2 separate regions of the Arachis hypogaea genome follow, and region 2 is linked to region 1. A link is a contact called in public Hi-C data. All regions are on one chromosome and are shown on one strand. The core of a region is the stretch at or near the end of the contact, and the rest is flanking DNA. Distances in the headings are between cores, read along the strand shown.

Region 1 (6,865 bases), core at 3,244-5,743:
TTAACTTACCTTGTGCGGTTTTGGAGTTTTTTGGGATTACATTATCTTTCGGGTGGGTCTCTCTCATGATTTGAAATAGTTGATCAATAGATCGCTGAGTAATATTTCCTTCAGACTTAATTTTCATTAATCTAACAGCTAAGGAAAGTTCAATGTGATTGTCGCATCCTGATAAACCCTAATTTTGTGGTTTATCTTGTGTTTAATTTGAGGGATTTTATCACCTTTTCTCACATTTATTCAATGAAATATCATAGTTTTGTAATTCTCTTTTAATTTGTGCTTAAGTGTAAAAACATGCTTTTTAGGCCTTTAATTTGCTAGTTTTAATTCACCTTTGATTTCACTAGATGCCTTGATGTGTTTGTTAGTAAATTCAGGTTAAAAAGGGCTAGGAATGGATCAAAGGAGCGAAGAGAAAAGCATGCAAAGTGGAGAATTCATGGAAATCAAGGATTTGGAGTGCATTAATCGACGCGCACGCGTGGCATGACGCGCACGCGTGGAGATGAAGTCGCAAGGCGACGCGTACGCGTGGAAAGTAAAATGCCAAGCGACTCTTACGCGTGGCCCATGCGTACACGTCGCAGCTCGCACGTGACCTCATTAAAGTGAAAACGCTAGGGGAGATTTCCGAGCTTTCCAGGCCCAAATCCAACTGATTCTAGAGACTATTTCATGCAGAATTGAATATTGGACAAGGGGGAAGCACTTAGATTAGTTATGATGAGCCTTTAGTTAGTTTTCTAGATAGAGAAGCTCCCTCTTCTCTCTAGAATTAGGTTAGGATTAGGTTAAATTCTCTTAAATCTAGGATTAATTTCTTGTCTTCATCTTGTTTTCTTTACAATTCCTTGTTGTAGTATCTTGATTCTCCTATTTTCTCTTGTTAATTTCTTATTTTGGTTACTTTTTTTTGTTGTGAACACTCTTGTCAATTTAAATTTCCTTTAATGTAATTTGAGGTATTTCATGTTAATTTTGCTTCCTTTAGTTATTGTTGTTGATTTCTTGTATTGGGTAGTAGTAGATTTTATTAATTCTTGCAATTTATAATGCTTCTCTTTTATGTCTTCCAAGTGTTTGACAAAATACTTGGTTGGATGTTAGAGTAGCTTTTTGAGCATTCATGGCTTGGAAGGAGAGAAATTAGGCAATATTGAGTCATTAATACCCAATTTAGATTGGTGATCTAGGGTTGTTAGTTAAGATTATTTCCGTTGACTCTAATCTCTTGCTAATTCAATTAGTAGGTTGATTAGGACTTTTGGATTGAGATTAACTAGTCTTATTTGACTTTCTCTCATTTGAAGATAATTTTGTACATTCTTCCATTGTTAAGAGATGACTAAGTAAGATAAGCTCTTGATAATTATTGTTATGATTAGTGACTAGGATAGAAAGTCTTAATTCTCAATCCTTGCCATGAACGTCTCTCTTTAGTAATTGTGTTCTTTAGTTGTATACTTTACCATTGTTGTCATTTAATTTCTTGTACTTTTATCACCCTACCCCCCTTTTTGATACCATAACCAATAATACGCATACCTCACTGCAACTCCTTGAGAAGACAACCCAAGATTTAAATACTTCGGTTACTTTTATATTGGAGTTGGACTTGTGACAACCAAAACACTTTTAAACTTTGATTTGAGGATCGACTATCGGTTTGGGCTATGCTCACAACGAAATTATTTTGCTAAAATTCTTAACCAGTATAAATTCACATATCAAGTTTTTTGCGCCGTTGCCGGGGAGTTGCAATGTGTGCTTGTTATTGGTTATTGTACATATGTTAATATTGTGAATAGTTTGCTCTTTTGTTGGTTTAGGTGTTTGAGTTGGTAGTTAGATTTTATCCCTTTATTTTTGTACTTTTTGTTTTGTTTCTCTAGTATGAATTCTCACCACTTTGGCTATGAGTTTGGTTCAAAATATGTTGTAGGGAATGGGAACTACAATGATAACATGCATCAAGGATGGAACAACCAAAGATGGGAGGAGCTTCAAGGAATTGATCACTCTTCGTGGCAACAACCTCCGGTTCCTTACGAGTATAATTCCACCCCTAATGCACATCAATCTAATGGATGTGGTGACCCTCATTGTGGTTGTCAACAACCACCACCATATGCCTATGAACCACCTCCTCAACCTAGTTTTGAACCACCATACTCACAAGCCCCATACCACCAAACACCTCCATATGACCATAATTCTTATCCACCATACCAACTACCTTACGAGCCATATGAACCATACTTAGAACTACCACATTTCCAACACAATTACTCCCAAGAACCGCCAATTTCATACACTCCACCTCAAGATTTTTACCAGTATGAACCACCTTCCAACTGTGAACCCTTTCTCCCAAACAATGAACCTCTCTCTTCCCACATCACCTCCAATGGATGAGTCTCTCCATGCCTTCAAGCTAGCACAACAAAGAGATATTAGCTCTTACCTCCAAAGGCAAGAAGAGACACAAAAGGAGTTCAAGAAGATAGAAGCCGTGCTTCCCACCGTGGCGAAAGCCGTTCGCAACATGGTCTCCTCCCGACTAAACCTATGTGATCAAGGCACTCCCATTGTTGAACATGGAGAAGCAATCAAGGAGTATAGTGAGGGAGTGAGTTTAGTGCTTCAAGGGGAAGAAGAGGAACTAAAGCATGATTTGCGTCAAGAGGAGGAAGTTGAAATCATTGATGTTAAGGAAGTGGATGAAGAGTTGAGAGAAATTGATCAAGAAGTGGATTTCATCATTAGTAATTTTTTGTCCACATTGATCAGTCCCTTTGATGATCTTGTTGAGCCTTCTTCGATTAGACTAGAAAGCGATGTTAAGGAGGATGTGCAACCTCCAAGGCAAATGTTAAGTAATGAAGGATTGGAAGAAATGGAACAAGTGACAAATCTTGTTATTGAAGATAATTCCGCACCAACCGACGTGCTATTCATTGTGTTGTGAATTTGATGTTAAGGAGGCTAATGCACAACCTCCGACACATAACTTAAGCAATGAAGGATGTGAAAAAGAGGTTGGTGAACAAGGAATTGAAACTAAAGATGCTTGTCAAGGGGCGGAGGAACTTAAAGAAGAGCATAAGAAAGTAGACCTTGCATTGTCAAAGTGTGGGGAGGTCCCCCTTCCTAAGTCTCCATCATCCTTTACACCATTCAAGTGCATAAATCTCTTATCTATAAGCTTTATCATTCCACTTGAATATGGGTTGCTTGAAAATGATGGTCAACTTAGAGCTCGTTGTAGAGTTAAGACTAGGAGAGAGTTGTGTGGTGGTTGGAAACATCATCCTAGGTTCACTATGGTATGTTCAAAGTTTGATTGCAAGGTTTGGTGTGGAGCTAAATTGTATGGGTCTAGGAAGTTGTTTGGGGGTCTCTTTGAGAATTCCAAGGTTAAACCACCCAATTGGAATCATGATGATCAATTAGAAGATGGGTGTGAAAACAAGGTTTGGGATCCCAGATCGCACAATGAGGATCAACTTTAGGAGCTCCAAGCTTGTGAAGGACTCCATCAAGACTTGGTGCAACTCATTGGAGACCTTGGGGCACAATGGAGAACGAAGCATTGGTGGGAGTTTCAAGAAGAATTCAAGCACAAGCCACCTTAACAAGGAACCTCCCAAAGGTCCAACTTAAGGACTTTAAATAAACGTGCTAGGTGGGAGACACCCCACCATGGTAACTTCCTTCCATTCTCTTGTAGATATAATCAATGAATGAATTGAGTTACCATTGTAGGTAGTTTTCCTTAATTTCTATACTCTTCACATTGCGTCGATTGATGAGTTGCTTGTTAGATTTATGTTTAGATTAGAATAGTTGTTGTTGAATTGCGTTTTGATTGAAGTGTAAGTTGTATTTGTTTTGTATTTGAAAATTTTTCCAAAACCAAAAGATTTGTTGTTATACTTGAATTTTAGTTGTTATATTTGTTTTCATATTCCAAAAAAAAAGAAAATTTGTTTTTTTGTTAGGTAGTCCTTCCTTTTATTCTTTTATATGTTTTGTTTAGGATGCTAGGTTGTTTGTTGGTTTTATATTTTGAATAAATATCATACTTTGAATTTGAGTTTTTGCTTGAATTGCAAGTTTTCTCAAATTTTGTGAAAAGTCCTCAAAAAAACTAAAAAATTTTGTTAATTTGTATTTTGGTTAGTTTGGAGTTGTAGATAGTGTTAGGAGAAATTTTAAGCTCTGTTTTGGTGTTAAAAAAAAGTATGGGCAGTCACGCGTACGCATCGATGCAACCCCATACATTTTCCAGAGACTCGTGCGAAAGTGGCCCTGGAATTGTGCGTTTAGCACAATCTCACCCCACGCATACGCGTCACCGTGCATTCTTTCCCTTCACGCGTAAGCGTCGACGACGCATACGCGTCGATGCTTCTTTTGACCCACCCACGCTCAAGCGTGAGTGACGCCTACGCGTCGATTCCCTTTCTCTCCACCCACGCGCTGCTGACGCGTACGCGTGGATTTGATATCACTGATACCCCAGACGCGTGAGCCCTAGCCATTCGCGTCTCCCTTTCATTCACCCTCAACGTCTCTTTCTCTTCTTCTCCCTCCAAACACCATAACCACCACTAGCAAGCTTCTGTCTCGCCACCGCCTCATCACTCCAACGACCTAACCGCCGCCGACAACCACCCCGTTTCTTCTTTCTTTCTTTCTTTCTTCTCTCCTTTTTCCCCTTTCTCAGCCGTTCATCTTCTCTGCTCCCACCAGCAACCGCCGCAGCCACCCATTGCTGCCGGCGAACCACCAATCATCACCACAACCTCTTCTCTTTCTTCATTTCACTTCTCTCTGCTGCCTCTATACCAGAACGGGAATCTGGTGCCCTGCTCTACACCATCTCTCCTGTTCTCTCTATTTAGCGCCTCAGCTCTGCCACCACCAAACCATCGTGGCAGCGTCGTTCCTGTACCAGTAGCCGTCGTCTCTGGGTCGGCACTGTCCTTATTTCCCTCTCTGCCAATTCTGCTTCTGCTTCTCCCAGGTTCCCATGTCTCCCCTTCTGCATTTCTCTTCTTATTTTATTATTCTGTTTAAGTAATTTAGTTAGTGTTGCTTATTTCTATTTGATAAGGTTAGTTAGAATTGCATGTGGTTAGGTAGTTTTAGGATTCTGATTAGTGGATTTATGTCTGATTTTTGCTATTGATGCTGTCTGGAATGGCTGAATTTCATTTGTTAAGTGGTGATGATGTTGCTATTCCATGCTTTTACATGCTGCTATTTGATGCTGTTGTTGGTATGCTGTGTGATTGCTACTATGCTGATTTAAGTTGTTTTATTTTGCTTAATGATGCCTGATTCATATGATTTTCTTGTTTTTCATATTGTTGACATATATTGGATTCATATGAGTTGTTTTGGTTGCTGTTTGTTATCCGGGAACATTCAATTTACTGCTGGAATGCTACCAAAATTTTTGAAAATTGCCCTATTGTTTATCTTACAACTTATGAATTGAACTTGGCACTCTTTGATTTGGAACTCTCTTTGGCTTATAATAAACTCAATTCATAAGTTGATTGGTCAGCATTTCCAAATTTATTTTGGTTCCCTTTTTAGATGCATTGGTGATTGACAAAATCAAGAAACTATTTGACGAATTTCTGTGTCAAATAGAACCTTGATTAACTATGTCGATACGAACCTTCTTTGTGTTTTCAGTATTTTAGGTTTAAGTCAAAATCTTTACAGCTTCTTGGTTCAAGTTTAATTTTCACCTTATTTTACCAATGAAGCCACTGCCATAATTTACCATTTGATTTAAATTTGTCTCCTTATGATTGAGGTTCTTGCGTTTGTAATGATTGGTGCTTTCCACTGGTGTAAACCTTTTAATTTGAAACTTCTTTCAACCTTCTTTTGGTTACACCAAGTGCTTTTCTCAATTCTTTCAACACCAATCTTTACAAATTTAGTGACCAAAAACATTGATGATGACTTGCATTCCTCTTTGGTGCTTTTGTGCATTTCATATTTCATCATCAATGACTTGCATCATCCTCATGAATGTGAGTGTGCTTGTTTCCTATACTTTTTGAATTTCTCTTGGTTAAGTTCAATGATTGTCATGCCACTGATTTCTAACCAGTTTTCTAACTTTTGACTTGATTGACTGTTTGACTCTTCTTTTAGTTTTTCAACTAACTCTTTTGTTTTCTTCTGGCATGATAATTGTTGTTGCTTAACAAACAAGCATTCTTTACTGTCATTGCATGAATTCTTGGTTTGTGTTCTGATTGACGTCTGAATTCTATTTTTCTTGCATTCCAAGATTTCATCTCTTTAACTCACTTCATGAATGTGTTTTAATTTCCCTCTGTTACCTATTTCTGTCTGTTACTTATATCCTTGCTTTCCACTCCTCTGTTCTGTTTAATATGCTGTATCCTGTGATTTCTGCTTTCATGATGTCTGACAGAGGCAAGGAAAAGGCAAAGGCTACCGCCAGAAAAAAGAAGAAATCTCAGTTGTCTTCTGAATCAGCGACCGCCGGTTATTCTGTGATACATCTCTCTGACAAGGATAAGGCAGATCAGCTCCTGCCTCTTACCGACTCGGAGAAGTTTCCTAATCTATACTGTGAACTCCGGTTTTCGCTTTTTCAGCGATGAATCTTAACTTGGAGAAAAAACTAGATATCCCATCCGATCTGAGGCGGTCTACTGAGCCTCAAATTAGGGATCGGGGCTGGTCTTTCTTGGACAGAGAGCTAGCACGAGTGAACGAGTCTTGGGTTCGCGAGTTTTACTACAACTTCTTCAGGCCGACCCTTGACTCGGTTTACCTTAGAGGCGGACAGATCTTGGTTACAGAG
Region 2 (6,865 bases), core at 2,204-4,703, 50 kb before region 1:
ATGCCTCCATTATAAAGACTTGACAAAATTGCAATAGCCAGCAAATATCTGAGCCATTGTTGAGTTCCAATAATCAATGTTGAGAATTAAGAGACATAATAAAAGCATTTTCTTTAGATAATTTCCTAATAAGTGAACTTTCAGTTATAAACTGCCCTTAACTTAACAATAAGCTATTAAACTCATCAACCATCACAAACCCAAATAAACATTGAGAAAACAAAACCATTTCTTTATTGAAACCCAATATTGTTCATCAAAAAGGGTATCAAAATTCTTACCTATACTCATCATATTTATCAAAGTCTCTCCAATCACCATGCTTGTTGAACGCCATTACAAGAAACGAAATCAGAGAAAAAATCAGAGCGGCAACTCTTAGTGGCAACGCCCCTTTCTTCACCAATTCTTCCCTCTTCCACCGTCTCAGGATTCCGGCAACCACTCCGTCGTTTGAGGAGGCCGCCGGTGGCGGAGTCTGGTGGTTCCCGCTGTTTGCTGGATCAGTAATTGGCGGAGCCTCAACATGTATCTTCGGTGCTGAATTGTTTTCTTCAAAATTTGACATTTTTCTGTATGTGGTGCTGTTCTCTTGCTCTTCGAATTCGAAGGCTTCGGATTTCTCAGAATATCAACGAAATTAATTATATGTAAAAGAGAAGAAAAAAAAAGAAATAGATGTGACAGATGAACAAGAAGAAGAAAACAGTTTCTTGGTTATTTCTTTGTTTATTAAAAAGAAAAAAAGAATGGTGTATTTTGGTTTATATTCAGGGGCCCCACCTCGGTAAAATCGTTATGGAAGTTAACTAACAAGGTTCAATGGGATGAGGTGGCATAAAAGGATTGGTTGGAGGAGTGTGGAATATGCGAGCTCCCGTGGTCATGTCCACCGGCGGCATATAGTTTGTGTGAGAAAAGAGATTAATATCATCTAACTCGAGTTAATTGGTTTCCTTCGAGTATTTGTCGGATAATCGGGTATAATCCAATTAGACCCATTCTCATTTGGTTCAAGTATCAGATTCATGCTACTAATGTAATCTTGGATTAGATGAATACTTTGGCTTTTTGATCTTCATCACTTGTCAATACTCAATACTCTTGTTAGTTATTAAAATAACATTTTTTAACAATTCATTTTTTGAGATATATAAGTACTTTTTTATTCAAATAACATTTTTTTTGTGAAAAATAGAGACTATCTAATTTTTAAAATGATATTGGTTTGGTGAAAAATTAGCTGGTATATCTTAAAAAATAAATGATTAGAATATGTATAGTTATTTATTTGAAAAAGTATAAGTAGACAATGAGAATACTAAACAATGTGAGCAATAAATATGTCGAATGTTCAATTCAATATGTATGTAGATGATTATGTTCATTATTTTTAATTGGATGGTTATTTCTTTTGATTCGATTTACTCATGCATAATTAATAATGACTAGATGTTCACACTAGGTGTGCAGATAGTTATCTTAATGTTAATGTTTAGGAAGTAATTTGGGGTGGAGTATTTTTTTACTTTATTGGGACAATTTTAAAATCCATTGTTAACATTATTTACAAAAATCATTGTCTACTTCGCAAAACTCTATTTATTTTTATTAGAGACGCAGAAATAGACAAGAAATAATTGGATATATATTGAAAAAAAAATTCATAATTCAAATTAACCATAACTTGTTTTGATGAATTCCAATAATTGGCATGCATCATGACACTCCTGGAAATCTGAAACTTCAAACTATTCAAAAAAAGCAAAGGCTTGGCAAAAACTAAATGTATTTCTGTATAAAGTTTCAGAACAAAGCACAAGTAACATCTCAGCTAATATCAACTGAAAAACACCACAATAGTTCAAACAAATATATATAAAACCTTCATGAGCAACACCTCAAGAAGCAACACCATGATTACTAATTTATTCCTCCATTTCAATTACCTAATTTCGTGACATCTTAAGAGATTTGAGCTCGTCCATCAACTGCATTAGGTTGTTGTAAGAGGTTCCACCTTCTTCTATAGTCCTCTTTGCAGCATCACCAAGTTTCTTTGCTCTCTTCCTCATTTCCCTGCTCTCTTCACTTCCCATCAAAGTTTTCACAGCCTTCACTAACTCTTCCCTTCCCACAATTCCATCCTCACCAACAGTTGACCAGAACTTATTCACCTTAGCTCCAACCGAAACTCCGATCTTCAACACTTGAACAAGAAATTTCTCATTGTAGAATTGCTCGGCGAACATAGGCCACGTGATCATTGGCAAGCCGGAACTCACGCTTTCGAGTATTGAGTTCCAACCACAATGAGTCACAATTCCACCAGTTGCAGGGTGGTCTAATATAAGCAATTGTGGCGCCCAGTTCCAAATAATGCACCCCTTGTCACTTTCCTTCACCCTAGCCTCAAAATCTTGCAAGAAACATTCTTCTTCGCCTTCGCCGTTGCCTTCCCCCTTTTTCCTAACAACCCAGATGAAATTATGGCCTGAATTTTCAAGTCCATGAGCTATTTCAACAATTTGAGCATAACTAAGCCTAGTTAAGCTTCCAAAACTCACATACAAAACAGAGTCACTCTGCTTTGAGTTAAGCCAATTCAACCAATAAGGCTCTTCTTTAAGATCAACTTTGTTTCCGCGATTCGCCTTCTCTTCATCAGTCTTGTTAATCCATGCCGAAACCGGTCCTACACTCCAAGATTTGATCCCAATTGTGTTCTTGTAAAGTTCCTCATAACCACCTTCAAGTTCATAAAAGCTATTACACAAGGTTCCATAGCTTCTTCTCTCTGATGCATATACTACATTCATAAGAATTGTCATGTCATTTTCTTTCCTCTGAAATTCATCCATCTCGGCCGGCGCAATCTCAATTTTATCCAGAAGTCCTGGAATTTGAACCTTTTGTGAATCAGATTCTAACCCTTTATGAGGCTTATGCTTCTGAATAAAATGATATACACAACTTGAGAAAGAGCTGGCACTGTAGTAGTACAGCCTCGGAATCCTTAGTTTCGCGGCCGATTCGACTGTCCAAGGATAGAACATATCAGAGACAATACAATCAGGTTGAAGTTCTTGAAACACAGACTCAATTTGAGGCTGCAGCATCATTATTCCATGGAAAATCTTCTCTAGCATTTGAGGAGTGGTGCAATCTTTGATGTTTTCAATTCCATCAGGTAGACCAAGTTGTGATGAAGGGAATTGAATCACATAGGTTTTGATGGAGTATCCCGAATTGAAGTCACTATCTATGGCTTTTTGGATTGTTAAGGCATTGGTTTGTGTTGTGATTATGGTAACATTAGCACCATGTTTGGCAAATAATCTTGCTGTGTCCACCATAGGGTTCATGTGACCTGGTGTAAGATATGGAAGGAAAATTACATTGAGTTGAACATGGTTTTCTGTTCCCATAACTATGGTGATTTTTCAGTGTTATTCAAACTTGGTTAGCAAGTTATTTGGATTATGAACAAGCTAACTCTTTTAAATTGACTTTCCAAGAACAAACAATAGGTATGCTTACGTTAATTCAGATATGGTCACTTTCATTCATCTTTTTTTTTTATATGATCATTTTGGCTTATTATTAAGTGTCATTTTGTGTTTGTCTTTTGATGGTTTTTTATTTGCTCATTGTTCATTAAGCCGGTTCTTGTTCTCAACGTTGTACTTGATACTTAGTGGTTGACTTTTTTATTAGTTTAGGGAAGAAGTTCTTGTATGTTCCTGAAATTATTTAATACTTAAATTTTTTTCTAAAAAAAAAAAATATAATTAACGCTTTTTGTTTATAATATTTAGAAATTATATTAACATTAACGAATAAGTGATTATGAATATTTTAAAATACGCATTAAAAATATTCTAACAACACTTGAATGTTTTCTTGTTTTTAGTATATATATATATATATATATATATATATATATATATATATATATATATATCCTATGACTTTTCTTCTGGAATTAGAAGTTAAATTACTCTTTATCATACATTATCGTATAATAAGTTTTTATATACACACTTTTAACACATAAAACAATCATAACTTTAATCAATTTAACACAGTTAAAATTTGAATTAGAAACAAATTTTGAAGTATGTCTTAAATGTACTCTAAAATTATATAAGTATTTCTAAAGTTTTACATTCCCATAAGATTTGAAATGATTTTCTAAGTTAATTATTTGGAGTTTAATTTAAATACAGTACTTCATTTTAAAATAAATAATTATATTACATATACACAAAAAATTAGCTATAAAAAAAATTCATATGTTAAATGTATGGACAATTAAGTTTATCATGAGATAATTTATATATTTTAGAAACAATACTAATTGGCGTTGTTAAAATGTTGCTGGCTTATATTATATACATATAAAATAAATAGAATGTAAAGCCAATTTAAAATTAGATTTATGTTTTTTAAGTTTAACCAATATTTCACATCAAATATAAAAAAATATATATTTTTCTTTCTCAATTGTCCTGTAATGGATTGTTCAATATGCTTGTTCTCTTCTTTTTCTTGCTGCCCCAGAGTCATGGGTGACTGGGTGCAGTGAGGCAACTAAACCAAATAACCTATGCTTTAGTATAGTGATTATCAAAATAATCTTTATATGCTTTTAACATGACCTGGAATAACAAAATTATATATTATTTTTATTGTACAATATTAATTTTTATTTATTGGCTAGCTAGTGTGAACTCTATATATGTTTTAAAATACTGTTGACCTTTGCTGGCTGAAGATAAAAATTATTTTGATTTCTAACCTTTGAATAGAAAACCAAAATGGTCTTTAACCTTTTTTATTTTTTAAAATTATTTCTAACATTTTAAAACTTTTCAATATCATCTTTCTTTTAAAATTATCCATCTCTGTTTAACTTTATTATCAAAATAAATTAACTACATGACTTGACAAAATACAATAATACATGGTGATGGTATTTAGTTAAATATACTGATAGAATCCATTTTCTTATCAAAAGATTATCAATTATGCCATATCATTCTTTTGGCACACATTATTTTGATAATAAATTTTTCACTATTTATAGTTTTGAAAATCAGAAGCTACACCATCAAATTAAAGCAACAAGATTTCAATCATCCTTCCATTTTAATTGTAACACCTTTACTATTAGAATGTCACGCTTCCGGCTGTGCTACTCTGATAGCGAAAAATATTACGACAACTTCATGTATTTAATAATAAAATAGGAATATTTGATTCGTAACCTTATCGCTGATTTCTTAAAAACCCTCTAATGAGAACCAGCGAAAACGATATTTTCACCCCTACAAACTTTTCTTTTCAAGACGGATGAAAAAGCTTGCCGAGTTTTTGTTAAAGTTTTTAGATATGCTACTTCTGTTTGCATACATATGTTATAGATTTCCCTTGCCTTTATTATTATATTTTTGTACGATGGATAAGAGTTGTGACTATATATATATATATATATATGCTTGTTTGTTTCCATGTAAAAAGTATTTCCGTTTTTTTTTAAAGAAATCAGTGATATGGTTACGAGTCAAAAACTCTTATTTTATTATTAAATACATGAAATCGTTGTAATACTTTTTGTTATTAGAGTGGTGCAGCCAAAAACGTGACATTCTGATAATAAGGGTGTTACATCAATCATCTAAATCCACTCCACCAACCGTTTGAAACTTTTAATTTTCCAATTTTCTTTTGCTAAGTTCCCTTGATACCTTCAATGATTTTAGCTCTTGTATCAACTGAATCAAGTTGTTGTAAGATGTTCCCCCTTCCTCTATAGCCCTCTTGCCAACATCACCAAGCTTCTTTGCTCTCTTCCTCATTTCCATGCTCTCTTCACCACTTCCCATCAAAACTTTCACAGCATTTGTGATCATATCCCTTTTCACCACATCTTCTTCACCCAAACTCACCCACAATTTGTTCTCCTTCACCCCGATTGCGACACTGATCTTCAACATATCAACCAACAACTTCTCATTGTAGAATTGCTCAGCAAACATTGGCCAAGTGATCATTGGCAACCCAAAACTCAAGCTTTCAAGAATTGAATTCCATCCACAATGTGTCACAATTCCTCCAATAGAAGAGTGTTCCAATATTAGCAACTGTGGAGCCCAATTCCATATAATATAGCCCTGATTGCTTTCTCTCATCCTAACCTCAAAATCATGCAAGAAACTATCCCCATCATTGTCATCATCATCATTTTCCCTTTTCCTAATTACCCAAATGAAATCATGACCAGAATTTTCAAGTCCATGAGCAATTTCAGCAACTTGAGCATTAGCAAGCCTAGTTAGGCTACCAAAAGAAACATACAAAACTGAACCAATTTTCTTGGAATTAAGCCACTTTAACCATTTGGGCTCTAATTCTTCTACATGATCATGTTTTTGTCCCTTATTAGTACTATTGATCCATGCTGCAACTGGTCCTATACTCCAAACTTTGATCCCCATTATGTTCTTGTAATGTTCCTCATAGTCATTTTCAAGATCATGAAAGCTATTGTACACTGTTCCATAGCTTCTTTTCTCAGATTCAAACACTGCATCGAAAAATTGCGCGGTGCTGTTATTCTTAGTCCTTATCCACTCTGCAAGCTGCAGAGCAGTCATCTCTGTTTTATGTGGCAAATCCGGAATCAAAAACTTGCTTGTATCAGATTCAAGTCCATCATGAGGCCTATGAATCCTAACAGAATAGCTAGCGCAATTCGAGAAGTAGCTCGAGCTGTAAAAGTAAAGCCTTGGAATTCCTAATTTCTCAGCAGAATCCACTGTCCAAGGATATAACATATCTGTGACTAAACAATCAGCATTAA

What was found. Hi-C and Micro-C count contacts between places; a contact is called where the count stands out from the background.
Region 2: a contact with region 1 is called in a Hi-C map of leaf, with 6 times the contacts expected there. The contact joins the promoter of LOC112755201 here to the enhancer-like site in region 1. A contact is called at or near these places in 4 of 8 Hi-C or Micro-C datasets (all in leaf).

What each region holds. Positions count from the first base shown.
Region 1 is chr16:136,932,054-136,938,918 of arahy.Tifrunner.gnm2.J5K5, reverse strand. The region is part of intron 3 of LOC112755198 (soyasapogenol B glucuronide galactosyltransferase); the gene reads right to left. Among protein-coding and RNA genes, the nearest start is that of LOC112755198, 14 kb to the right of the region's middle. Within about 2 kb of position 4,493, at least 1 of the 3 cell types and tissues checked has open chromatin away from gene starts, as enhancers often do.
Region 2 is chr16:136,981,013-136,987,877 of arahy.Tifrunner.gnm2.J5K5, reverse strand. LOC112755201 (soyasapogenol B glucuronide galactosyltransferase-like) reads right to left here and starts at 3,453. Exons shown (of 1, transcript XM_025803144.3): 1 at 1,773-3,453. The coding sequence starts at 3,428. The coding sequence ends at 1,950. LOC112755198 (soyasapogenol B glucuronide galactosyltransferase) reads right to left here. Exons shown (of 7, transcript XM_072221280.1): 7 at 5,560-6,865. The coding sequence ends at 5,712. LOC112755202 (CASP-like protein 4B4) reads right to left here and starts at 734. Exons shown (of 3, transcript XM_025803145.3): 1 at 282-734; 2 at 1-48. The coding sequence starts at 568.